Regions from separate parts of the Mus musculus genome. Here regions 1, 2 and 4 are each linked to region 3. Evidence: chromatin contacts called from public Hi-C and promoter capture Hi-C data. All regions are on one chromosome and are shown on one strand. Each heading gives the region's core, a stretch centred on a gene start, on an enhancer-like site or on the middle of the called end of the contact. The rest is flanking DNA. Distances are from core to core; before and after follow the strand shown.

Region 1 (3,044 bases), core at 400-2,899, 1.0 Mb after region 3:
AAGCCGGGGTGAGCGGGATGTGGAAGAAATTGGTCCCAGCTACAAGCTGCACGTGGGGCTCCCCGTGGCTGCAGGCTGAGCTGAGTTGGGCTCTCTGGTCCAGGTGGGCAGGAAGGGGCATCCTGAAGCCTTCAGGCTGCAGTTGGAGCTCTGGGTTCTCAGCGATCTGCAGGAGGCTCACCTTTCTGCTGAAGCCCGGTGCAGATGGGGATGCCACAGGCTGTGGGGATGCTGCTTCAGATGCACCACCACCGGCTGTGTTAGCGGCTTCGTCTCTGGAGGCTGCTCCAGTGACAAGGGGCTCTGGTCCAGGCCCAGGGGATGGAGCATCAGCCAGAGCTGCTGGGCAGGGGACTGGCCTGGAGTCAGCCTTCGACGTGGACTCCACGAAATAGTCATATACTCTGCCCTTCAGCCCTGGTCCCTCTGCCTTTTGTATAATATTCTCCTCCATCCGGATCCGGGCCACAGATGAGAAAGTATGGGAGGCGTTGGTGGCTCCTTCCTGCTGCTGCGTGGCCAAGCCCATGTCTGCAGCAGCCTGGAGGACCCCGGCCTCTCCCCTGCTGACCCCTGTCATGTGGGTGAAGATCCAACTCTGGTTCATGTCACCATTGACCAGTGTAAGATCAGTCCAACCGTTGGGGGCTTCCAGGTCCCCAGATCCTGTTTCCTCTGGGGGTCTGCTGTCTGGCCATGGAGAGAGCTTGTCACCCACACAGCTGCCACCCACTCCTGGGATAAGTCTGCCTGAGGAGCTCGTAGGTTCACAGCCTGAATGAGGGAGGTGGGGAGGGTTGGGCTTACCTCTAACATCTGTTCCGGCTTCCTGGCCACCACAGGGAGGAGGCACCTGCTGAGAGTCTGGACACTGCCTGCCCTGACTTTCATCAGAGCCTTTTCTTGTGGCCTCTTCAGACCTGGAAATGTCCAGGATGCAGGGGTCTTCTGGATCCACCAAGCTGTAGTCCAGTGAGGTCCCAGCCCCCTTGCTGGCCTTCCTGCGTCTTCGACCCCTTGGCAGGGTCCCCGGTGGAGCCTCCTGGAAGGCAAGTTGTCCCAAGGCCTCTGTTTCATTTTCTGCTTTGTGGTCCTTGTTGTTTCTCCCTGCCTGCCCGACTGGGGCAGGTCTGGACTTGTAGAGTTTGTAAGCCGCAGTTACCAGGAGCAGCGCAGCTGCGGACAGCACCACCTTGCTGGGCAGCTGCATGTCCAAATGCCAGTCCTGGCCCTCTGCTCCTTCTCCAGTGGGGAGCATGCTGGCCAGGGACAGAGGAATGCCAAGAATCCGATTAATGATTGCCCAATAGGGACCAGTTCCTGGATCCTGCTGTGGAGTGGGAGGGAGTCCCTAGCCGGATCTGGCCAGCGGTTGCTGGAGCAGAGGTGACTTTGAGTCCACTGAGTCGGCAATGGGGCAGGGGATGGCTAAGGTTGCAGCTGGCCTCTTTGGATCCTTGCCTGAAAGGAGGGAGGGTCCCGACTGGAGGGGCCCGAGCTTCAGATCAGTCACCTGCAGCCCCTGGTGGGAGGGAGTGTCCAACAGGGATTCAAAGAGGAAGGAATCTCTGAGCAGAACTGTCACCAGATGCCTAGAAGCCACACTGTTGGTCTGTGTGTGAGGGTGTTTATTTTCTCTTTTGCAAATCCTTAGGTTGGAAGCTTGGGGCAGCTTTTGCCTTGGTTCCCGGAGCAGGTGGAGCCACAGTTAACAGGCGTATGGGGATGGCCTTGGCCCTAACTGAGGGGTCAGCTTTTAACCAGCCAAGCAATGAAACAGTGAGGACGCTGGGCCTGGGCTGGCGGCCAAGCCACCTGACTGGGCCCTTGGCTGCCTCTGCCCTCCTCCTCTACTCAACAAGTTGAAGAGAAACTAGCTTTGCTGAAGCAGCCAGGAAATACAAGACCTTAGCACCCAGACAAAATGAGACCTTAGAGACCCTGCCTCCTCTTCATGATGAGCCAACCTCATAGGAAAAGAGGCCTGTGGAGGAGTGACTCCTCACAACCCCCAACCCACATCAGCACTGTGGACCCCAGACTCAAATCTGCCGTTCACCAGCTGTGTGACCTTGGGCAAGTAACTTTACTTCTCTGTGCCTGCCTGAAAAGTGGCGAGAGACAGAGGGTGACCGCATCATTAGCTCATCAGGTAGAGTAGTCAACATGCATGAAGCCCCATGTTGTTGCTAAAGCTCAGCAAGGCTTGGCTGTTTTTATCTCCCCCATGTGCAGGTTTTTTTACTGGTTCTCAAGGGTGGGTGCTGAGGTCACAGTTTTAAGGGAGGTAAAGTCACTGAGCAAGAGTGGGGGCCCAGGCCTGCTCTGGGTAAGCCTCCATCTGTGCCCAGGATTCAGGTCCTCAGCTGCCGAGATGCCCAACGCACACGCTCCACTTTTTAAAGGTTGTCTTCAGGTTGCAAAGTGAAAGGACGATCCAATTTGAAGGCCCAGGAACTTGGTTCTGAGGGTTCTGGCCTTGGGAAAACTCTAAACTTTTTTGTTATATTTGTGTGTGTGTGTGTGTGTGTGTGTGTGTGTGTGTGTGTGTGTGTGTGTGTGTGTGTGTGTGTGTGTGTGCAAGTGCATGTGTGGGTAATACACATAGGCACATGTGACATCAGAGGACAGCCCAAGGATTCTGTTCTCCTTCTGCCGTGCAAATCCTGAGGGTTGAACTCAGGCCACCTTGCTTGACTGGAGTGTCATCTTGCTGGCCTCCTGGGATCCCCTTAGGAGGTCCTTATGTGTGTGAGCCTCCACCCAACAGCCTCAGTTTACCCTTCTGCATGTGGCAGTCTAGTGTGCCCTACTTTGTTGACTCCTGCAGGCCAGGCCTCCTTATCTTTGCCGGTGGGGATCTTTCCAGCCGTCTAGGTCCAGTCAAACTCCAAACCTCCCTGGGCCCTGTACTGGCTAGTTTTGTGTCAACTTGACACAGGCTGGAGTTATCACAGAGAAAGGAAGGAGCTTCAGTTGAGGAAATGCCTCCATGAGATCCAGCTGTAAGGCATTTTCTCAATTAGTGATCAAGGGGGGAGGTC
Region 2 (2,856 bases), core at 210-2,709, 600 kb after region 3:
CAAGGCTTTGTCCTGTGAGACAGGGTACCTGCCTGCAAGCTTACGCACAAGCAGACAAGACGGACACATAAGCTAGTAACAAGACAATGGCGGTGAGAGGGGAAAAAAAGATGTGGCCGGAAGAATCTAAAACATACCACATATCTGGTTAAGAGCTGACGGTGTAAGCCACAGGCATTCAAGGTGGGGTCCTTCCCTTAGGAAGTTTGTGGTGAGGACCAAAGGCCAGCAGCTCGGAAGGCTGGGTAGAGTGTGTTTTGAGGTGGTGGTAAAGCTCAGGTCTCAGCGACCTTCTCTGTAAAATGAGGATAATACTTAAATAGGTGCCTGCTGTGAGCTAATGCTTGCAGTGGGTACAGGAGACACTTGGAGATCGCAGGGAATACTGGTTTTTAGGGTGGTAGGTGTGAAGGATAGATGGCTGAAAGGACGGAAGATGGATGGGTCCAAATAAGTGTCCTCCAAATAGGTGGTACTCCATATTGCAGCAAGGCATTCGGGAGAATTGATGGATAGACAGACCCTCTGCTCTCAGGGCTCAGCTACAGCGCCGACTGTGACAATGTGGTGATAGGTGACAGGAGATGGTTAGTCAGGGTTGTGAGGACAAGCATGTTGGGAGGCTCATTGCTTTCTCTTCCCCAGCTTGTCTCACATCCCCGCTTCTGGGTTTGCCGTGGACTAGCAGGCTCAAAGGCTGCGAGAAGCCCTGATCCTGCCTGGTAGGGGACAGGAAGGCGACCAAGGCCTCCGGAGGCTGGAGTAGGGGAGCTGGTTTTCATGCATCTTCGCACACTATGGTTGCCAGACCTTTGCAGGCCACAGTCACCCGCATGCCTGAGAATCTGGGGCAGGGAAATTTGGGACACGGAGGAAGGGCAAGCAGGTAGTCAAGCCCGCCTGGCACACTTGGTAGTGGAGGTCTCCACAGGCTGTCCACCTTTTCAAGAGGCTGCGGTGCCCGGCTCTGCCGCGTTCCCGGGTACAGTTTCGCATTCAGACTGCGTTAGATTATCTGAACCCCGCTAGGCCTGCAGCGCCGCACGCAGGCGAGGGTTTTCTGGGCCGTTGCTGGGCGGAGCTTGAGCTGTAGTCGAAAGGCTCCTCGCAGACGAGTGGCGCAGCTTGTGGGTGGGCGGAGCCCAAGGGCCGATAGGCGTGGCCGGGGCTGGAGACCTAGGAGCCGAGTCTCAGCGGGTGAAATCGCTGCAATGGGTTGAGGGGCGTGGCCTATGTCCGCAGAGGGCGGTCCAGGCTAGGGAGGAAGGCCTTCGCCTATAGAGGGCGGGCCGGGAAGGGCAGAGAGCAGCTAGGCAGGGGGTGTGGTCTGTGTCTGCAGAGGGCGGGCCCTGGAGGCGTGGTCTGTGCCTGCAGAGGGCGGGGCTCGCCGCAGAGGGGGCAGCGCCGGCTGAGAGTCCTCTGCGAGCCGCTGCTGCGGCCGGTCCACAGCAGCTCTGACAGTCGCGGCGCAGGCACCGGACCCCTCACCAGCCCCACGCAGCCACCGCGACCTCCAGCTCGTCCCACCATCTCTCCCGACGCAGCGGAGCCGCATCTGGCACCTAACACCACCCCGGCCGCTCTGGAGCCCGCGCCCGCCCTGGCCCGGCCGCGCCGGGAGCCCGGCCCCGAGCTGGAGCCGCATCTGGAGCCACGGGCCCGGGGCCCTGAGCCACGCAGCCGGCGCATGGTTAACTCGCTGCTGTTCGGAGAGATGGCCTTGGCCTTCGGCTGCCCGCCGGGGGGCGGCGGCTGCGCAGGCGGCGGCGGGGGTGGCGGGGCCGGGCCGGGGCCCTCGCCCGTAACGGCGGCGCTGCGGGACGATCTGGGTTCCAACATCCACCTCCTCAAGGGGCTCAACGTGCGTTTCCGCTGCTTCTTGGCCAAGGTGCACGAGCTGGAGCGGCGCAACCGGCTCCTGGAGAAACAGCTGGAGCAGCAGCAGAGCGAGCGCGATCGGCGGCTGCGCTACAAGACCTTCTCCCGCGAGCAGGCCGTGCAGACCGGGCCCGAGCTGCTGCGGCCGTCGGCTGCGGGAAGCGGGCAGGCCCTCGGCGCGGCCACCGGCGTCAACGCCAACGCGGTGGCCCTGGGCGGCCTGCCCCCCGGCGGCGGCTCGCACCCGCAGCACTACGGTCGCCTGCCCGGGACCATCTGGAGCTACACGCAGGTGCGGCGCACGGGAGGCGGTGGCGTGGAGACTGTGCAGGGCCCCGGCGTGTCGTGGGTACACCCGGACGGCGTAGGCGTGCAGATCGACACCATCACGCCAGAGATCCGCGCTCTCTACAACGTGCTGGCCAAGGTGAAGCGCGAGCGTGACGAGTACAAACGGAGGTGAGTGGACGCGCCCCTCCTCCGCCGCTCTCAGAACCGGCAGCAGGGCCTGGCATATGGGCTGCGAACTGCGGGAGGACTAGGTCATCTAAATCCGCGAACGAGCGCAGGGAGCGCGGGATACCTGGGCGCCGACCCCTGGGGCCAGGCACATTGTTTCCCAGGGACGTAATAACCAGCGGATTTGTGGTGATCTCATTCTGTCCACATGACAGTGCGGTGTGAGGCAGCCTTGTCCCCATACTGCAGATGAGGAAACTGAGGTGAAGAGGTACCAAGTGTCTTGCTCAAGGCAGCTTGGCTAATCCGCGGTGAAAGTCAAGACTTGATCCTTTGATGGAAGTCATGGCTGGTGTGTCTCCTAGCCTAGGTATTCCCCGAGATGTTGGTGGTAGATTCCCTTTCCCATAGCAGGTGTAAAGAAAACAGTCTCAACTAGCTCATTGTCATTTTTTTTTTGTCCTTGAATTTAATGAGCTCACGTGTGAAGATGGATGGCTCTGTCCCTAGGGCCCCGGG
Region 3 (3,068 bases), core at 494-2,993:
CAGGGCCCGCAGGGCCCACTCCTTCATTATGGATGTCAAGGGAAGGAACCTGCCAGGCCAGGGCCCTGCCACCGAGCTGTAGCCTTCCTCGCCTTTTTATTTTTGAGACATGGTCTCACTAAATTACCTAGGATGACCTTTGACTCATTGTAAAGCCCCCAGAAGGCCTCAAGCCTGTGATCCCCCTGCCTCAGCCTTGGCACCACGCTGCAACAAGGAGCTGTGGTTTCACCATCAGGCCCTGCTGATCCTTTTAAACAAAGGCAAAGCAGGGCTTAGCTCAGAGGCAACCTGTAACTACAGTAAGGATGCAAGCTGTCACTTGCTTAGCAAACGTGTGTGACAAGGGCTTTAGAGCGACCAGCGGACAGGAGAGTTTCAGAAATAGTGCAGAGTCCTCAGCAAAAATCCATGTGACCTTTGCCTTACTTTCCAATCTTAACACTGATACATTGGACAAGATTTTTTTAAAAAATCAATATTGATATGTGGCTATGGACTAAAAGCAGAGGAGTCACTCGCAGTGTTCTCCCTGCGTCTTTACTGTCCCCAAACCCCACCTAAGCGATCACTTTGTTTTGAGTATGTCTTCTTTTCTAAAACTATTTTCCATATTGATTTTCTTTATCCATTGTGATTCTGTTTTCCATTAGAGAATGACCGTTTTTTTTTAACTTTCAGAGTTACATTTATTTTTTTTTAATATCAAGAACTTACTAAAATCAACTTATGCTGAAATTAAAAAAAAAAAAAAAACGGCAGCTGTCTCACATCTGAAAGGCTAAGGTAGTTAGTTGCTCAGGCTGAGGCTGGCTACTTCAGCTCAGGACCGCTTCTTAATCGGTGGCCTCTGGTCACTCCAATCCTCCATTCCTCATAGACAACAATAGGATCTTTTAAAATTCCATGATATTTGCGGGGGGCGGGGGGAGCGTGCCACCTTGGTATGGTTATTTCCCCAACTTAGTGATGCCCAGAATCTCAGCTAGAATCCTTCAACCCTCCACAACTGTCCTTTTTTGACCTACAATAACCTCCTAGCTCTTCTAGGTCCTGATTGGCCGATAGAGAGATCAGGTGATGGAGGCCCTCTAGCGTTCCAGTCGGATCCTGAGTCATAAGGCTCCCTGCTGGAATGCCGCACGTCTCATCTGTCCGCTCGAGAACTTTTTCCATTTCCAACTCCAGCCTATCTTCTCCAGGGGAAAGAGCAACGACGTCAGAGGTCATGGTGACTCAGATTCCAGCCCTGACCAGGATGGCCACCTACTTCCTCACCTGTAGATTAGGTGTGATGAAATTTCACAGGTTGCCTGGGCAACCAAGAGCCGGCTCCCAAATGAGGAGAGCGGAGGATGAGGCATGGGAGACAACCCCCCCTTCCATTCTTGGGGTCTTTAAGTTCTAGTGTGGGATACCCAGATTATAAATTGGCAAACAGGAAAACAATCAACTTCAGTGTTAAATACTACGATTAAAATATGGGCCCGAAGGCCTGGTGTGCTAATCCATAACCTTGCTGGCACGTAGTAGGTGCTCAGCAAATACTTGTTCAAAGACTAGAGCTGAGTGGGTGGCTAGTCTAACAGGAATGGAACCCCAAAACGGAGGCCCGTGGGACGGAAGAGCCACGGGTGCAACGACTGGCGAGCATTAGAGAAAGTGAAAGAACGATCAGAAGGCGTGGGTGTTGCAAATTTCACCGAGCAGTGTGCACAGGAGGGGGAGGCACCTTCTGGGACAGGCTCTTTTCAAGTGTGGCGGCAAAATTTGGAAGCTTCCCCTTCAAGTGTCTGCTCGAACTCCCCTCATGCCAGCCCAGCCCCTGGTGAGCACTCTCTGCAGACCCCTCCTGTGCCCCGCGCTCTCGCTTCCTGGGGAGCGGGAGACACAGAAGTGCGGGTCCCGTCCCAAGGCCAGCACCCGGGCGATGGCTTTGGTGGCTTAGGTGGCGGTGCGCCCGGCCCAGCCCGGAAGGCCCGGGCCCTAGGGCTGCGCAGGCGGGACCGGCCCGGGCCGGTGTGGGGCGGCTGGGCCAGGGAGAGAACAGGCGGGGAGCGCCAGGGCGGGAGCTGCGGGGCTGCCAGAAGTTCTGCCGTCGTCCCATCCGTCGCTGCCGCCTCCAGGTAAGCCCGCGGGGAGCCCCGATCGTCCCCACGCCGCCTCCACTGCGCTTCCGAACCCGGAAGTGCTCTCGGGACTCCTGAGTAGCTGGAGGGGAAACTGATGCCAACGAGCATGCCAGCGGCCCCCGCCTGCCAGCACAGCCCAGGGCACCGGTCGCTGGGTTTGAAGGGAAGAAAGGACCTTGCTCAAGGTCACGCAGGGTCACTGGACGCCCCCTGCGTACTGGGAGCTCCAGGCACCCACTCCCACCCTCTGTGTCTCCAGACTCAGTTCCCCGAGGCCTGGGAAGCCCTAGAGTCCCGGAAAGGCCCGGCCCCTTCCTGCTGTGACGGGGGCGTGGCTTCTCGCCCCGCTGCGGGTTTTTACAGAGTAGGGGACATTTCACATTACAGGTTTTTACATCCGGGAAAACTGAGTCTGGGAACAATGGGATGATTTTGGCCAGGACCAGGCAGTCAGAGCAAAGAGGTTAACTAGGGTGAGCTGACTTCAGAGTTTGACCCAGTGTTAGGTTCAAAACTGGCCTCCATGATGTCCTTGTCCTTGCCAGGGGTGACCCAGAGTAGAAGCTGGGGCTGGCTAAATCTGCAGGTTTGATCCTGAGGCCACTGCTGCCTTCAAGTAGGAGGGAACACACCCCTGTAGGGCTTCCCAGGACGCCACTCACGGGGTATATTTATTGAGCACCTACTATGTGTCATCGTGTAGGCTCTGAAGACACAGTAGTGAAGACTCCTCAGGGTGAATCAGCTAGGCAGAAAGACAAGGCCACCAAAATCCCCAATTACCCAGTATGTTTGAGAAGTCAGGAAGGAACCCAGGGCCCCATCCTCCTAGTTAGAACCCTACCAAACCGCCTGAACCTCTGGGCATCACCGAAGATGCTGCTTCCAGCCTCAGTTTCCCACTCCCCTGGACTTAAAAGATGCCCTCAAGGAACT
Region 4 (2,895 bases), core at 32-2,531, 620 kb before region 3:
ACATCCACAGCACCCCATCCTTTGTGATCCCAGAGAGGGAACTGGGCTGCTCGGCCCTGGTCTGTGCCAAAAAGAGCTGGCTGGCCTTCCTCCTCTAAATCCAAGCTTTCTTTAATAATTCATTAGTGTGATAATGACTGCATTGCTGGCTGGGGGATTCGGTGATGGGCTAAAGATCCAGAGTAGGCCAGTTGGGTGCTAGAAACTGCAGGTGTTTGTGTAAGGAAGTCTGATGATTGCAGCAAGACCCAATGGGTCATGTTTAAAGGCAGGCGATGGGCAAAAGAAAAGAGCCTTCCATTGGGCAAATGCTAACGGAGCCGGCAGGCTATGGCACCGACCTCTCCTTCCCCAGAACACCATGGCTTTCTTGGAGCAGCTCTGCAATTGAGTTATTTCTCCCCATTTCTTCGTACGTGCAGTTCACATCCTGCTCAAAATGTTCCCAGCTCAGCCTCATTTATCCTCTGAAAACCTACGGGAACCAGGACAGCCCTGGGCTCCAGAGAAAGCCTGGAACCGAAGCCTTGCTTCCCAAGGGCACACCTGGCTCCAGTCACTGCAACATGACCCTCAGGACCCCCTCGGGGCCAGATGGAGGCAAAACGCAGGGTCTTGGAAAAGCCACAAGATCCCTTTCTGGTGCACAGACTATTGTAAACCTTTGCTGCTCTACCAGGCTGCAACTCCATTCACAGGAAGAAATGATCTTCTAGGGTTTGTGTCCCACGCTGCTTAAGACCAATGCTTGGTTAGCCGGCTCTGCTGGCTGGGTTCACTGTGTCCTGTGTCAATTTCTTTAACCAGTAACTTGCCAAGATTACTTCTCGCCCAGCCAATAAAAAAAGGGGGTACGCAAATGCAACTTACCACAAAAGCACAAAATTTCTGGGGATCTAAACTAGTAAAGAGTCCATTCACACGGGCTTTGGCCTAGGAGCTATACAGTCTGGGTCCAGTGCCAACAAGACCCCACCACACTCCAGTGGGAGGAAGCCCACGGGAGCCTGAGCCATTACATCTGAGGTACTAGAGAGCACTGACTAGAAATCTAGTTTAGTCAGACCCTAACTGGAGTTGGGTTAACTTGAGCCATAGTCAGTTCTTACATGACTGTCACCGAGTCACTGAGCCAGCTTGCTTTTGAACCCTGGTTTTGGCACCTTTATCTGGAGTTAGCAAAGCTCAACAGCTCGTTCTGCGCCCACTTAAAAAGAGCAGGCAACAGAGTCTGCCTCCTGGCACCGAGTGGCACAGAGGACTGTACCCTGGACTATGATTCTGGGATCAGAGTTTCGTTCCAGTTTTATCTACAGCCAACTTCCAGGAAAGTTCCTTAACTTCTCAGGCCTCAAGGGTTTGTTTGTTTGGTTGGTTGGTTTTGTTTGTCTGTAAAAGTGGGGTGGTGGCAAGGGAGTCCGTGCCCAATGACTCTCAGGTCCTCTGGCTGTTGAGTTTCTGTGTGACATCTTTCTTTTGTACCTCCAGGGATTTGTGTCGAAATTGGTGTTACTGAGACAGAAACGTCCCTGCTGTGCCAGTCCTCCTGAGTTTACCTGCTCTGTGGGCCAACCCTGAGGGTGGAGTCTGAGGCAGACCAGAAAGACAGGGAAAAGGAGAGGGATGGGAGCCACTCACTCGGGAGACTGGGGAAGCCTTTCAGCAGCTGAGAACGAAGAATACCAATTATTAGCCCAGGTGGTTTCAGATCTTTAATCCTAAGGGAGGTAGAGGCAGGTGGATGGCTGTGAGTTTGAGGCCAGCCTGGTCTACATAGTGAGTTTCATAGCTGTGTAGACTGCTAGGGACACAGAGTAAGACCTTGTCTCAAACAAAAACAAAACAAAACAACAGAAAAGAAGGAAGGGAGGAAGGGAGAAAGGGAGAAAGGGAGAAAGGGAGGGAGGGAGGGAGGGAGGGAGAAAGAAACCAGCTGAACCTGAGATCTCAAAGCTTCCAAATCCCTCCTCCAGTCACCACTGGGATAACAAAGTGTCTATTTCCTTTGAGAAGCTCAAGCCTAGGCTTTTGGGTGTAGCTCACCCTTCTCCTGGGCTGCTCTCTTTCTGTTAACCTTTGTACTTGAAGGCTACATTTAAAACACCTTTTAAAGGACTGGGAGACATGGGTCACTTGTTGCTCTAGCTAGAGGACCTGGGTTTGATTCCCAGCACCCACATGCCGGATCACAGCTGCTTGTAACTCCAGTCCCAGGAGATCCAATGTCCTCTTCTGACCTCAGGCACCACACATACCTCTGGTGTACAGACATATATAGCAAGCATGCAAAGCACCTATACACATAAAATAAATCTAAGAAGGATTCTGAATGTCTGTTAATACATTCCAATTCTGCTTCATGGTGGTTTTTCTTAAAATGCTTTTCCCCCAGCAAAGCCAAGAATTTGGTTTTATCTACATGGAGGCTCTAAAAGTTTACAGAGACTCCTTGGGCTCCCAGGGGGAATTCTGGGCTGTCTTCAGTTTCACTACCACTAATCAAACCCATTTATTATTTTAATTATTGTTATTTTTCCTTATGTGTGTGGTGGGGAAAATGTATGGGCTTTTGTGTGTGTGTGCATACGCTCATGTGCATTCGTTCATGTGTGCATGTGTTCATGTGTGCATATGCATGCAGGTATGTGTGCACACATGTGTGAAGGCCAGAGGTCAATTTTAGGCATCTTCCTCAGTCACTCTCTGCCTTAGATATGTTTTCAATCATTTTATTTTATGTGTATGGGTATTTTGCCTACATGTATGTCTCTGTACCATGTGCCTGTCTGAAGCCTGCAGAGACCAAAAGAGAGTGTTGGATCCTGTAGGACTGGAGTTATAAGCTACCATGTCAGTGCTAGGACTCAAACCTCAGGCTCTCAGGAAAAGCCACCC

The links. A called contact is a pair of places that touch in the nucleus more often than the background predicts. Capture Hi-C pulls out chosen DNA fragments and counts their contacts.
Region 1: a contact with region 3 is called in a Hi-C map of liver, with 5 times the contacts expected there. The contact joins the promoter of Klhdc7a here to the promoter of Tmco4 in region 3. A contact is called at or near these places in 4 of 39 promoter capture datasets (embryonic stem cells, liver and stem cell-derived epiblast-like cells) and 1 of 484 Hi-C or Micro-C datasets (liver).
Region 2: a promoter capture Hi-C map of adipose tissue shows a contact between it and region 3. The contact joins the promoter of Iffo2 here to the promoter of Tmco4 in region 3. A contact is called at or near these places in 1 of 484 Hi-C or Micro-C datasets (liver), 1 of 115 datasets of contacts at active chromatin or transcription factors (large pre-B cells) and 1 of 9 other capture datasets (adipose tissue).
Region 4: a contact with region 3 is called in a Hi-C map of liver, with 2.5 times the contacts expected there. The contact joins the enhancer-like site here to the promoter of Tmco4 in region 3. A contact is called at or near these places in 4 of 39 promoter capture datasets (the 3T3-L1 cell line, liver and stem cell-derived epiblast-like cells), 2 of 484 Hi-C or Micro-C datasets (both in liver) and 4 of 115 datasets of contacts at active chromatin or transcription factors (astrocytes, bone marrow-derived macrophages, embryonic stem cells and 1 more).

Annotation. Positions count from the first base shown.
Region 1 is chr4:139,966,377-139,969,420 of GRCm38.p6, forward strand. It overlaps Klhdc7a (kelch domain containing 7A), which reads right to left and starts at 1,650. Exons shown (of 1, transcript NM_173427.2): 1 at 1-1,650. The coding sequence starts at 1,258. Mir2139 (microRNA 2139) reads right to left here and starts at 1,244; the gene lies at 1,150-1,244.
Region 2 is chr4:139,573,261-139,576,116 of GRCm38.p6, forward strand. It overlaps Iffo2 (intermediate filament family orphan 2), which reads left to right and starts at 1,460. Exons shown (of 9, transcript NM_001205173.1): 1 at 1,460-2,337. The coding sequence starts at 1,688.
Region 3 is chr4:138,971,162-138,974,229 of GRCm38.p6, forward strand. Tmco4 (transmembrane and coiled-coil domains 4) reads left to right here and starts at 1,744. Exons shown (of 17, transcript NM_029857.3): 1 at 1,744-2,126.
Region 4 is chr4:138,347,615-138,350,509 of GRCm38.p6, forward strand. All of the region lies in intron 2 of Cda (cytidine deaminase), which reads right to left. Among named protein-coding and RNA genes, the nearest start is that of Cda, 19 kb to the right of the region's middle. Within about 2 kb of position 1,282, at least 8 of the 459 cell types and tissues checked have an H3K27ac peak or open chromatin away from gene starts, as enhancers often do. A contact at or near this core is called in liver, where this site is marked.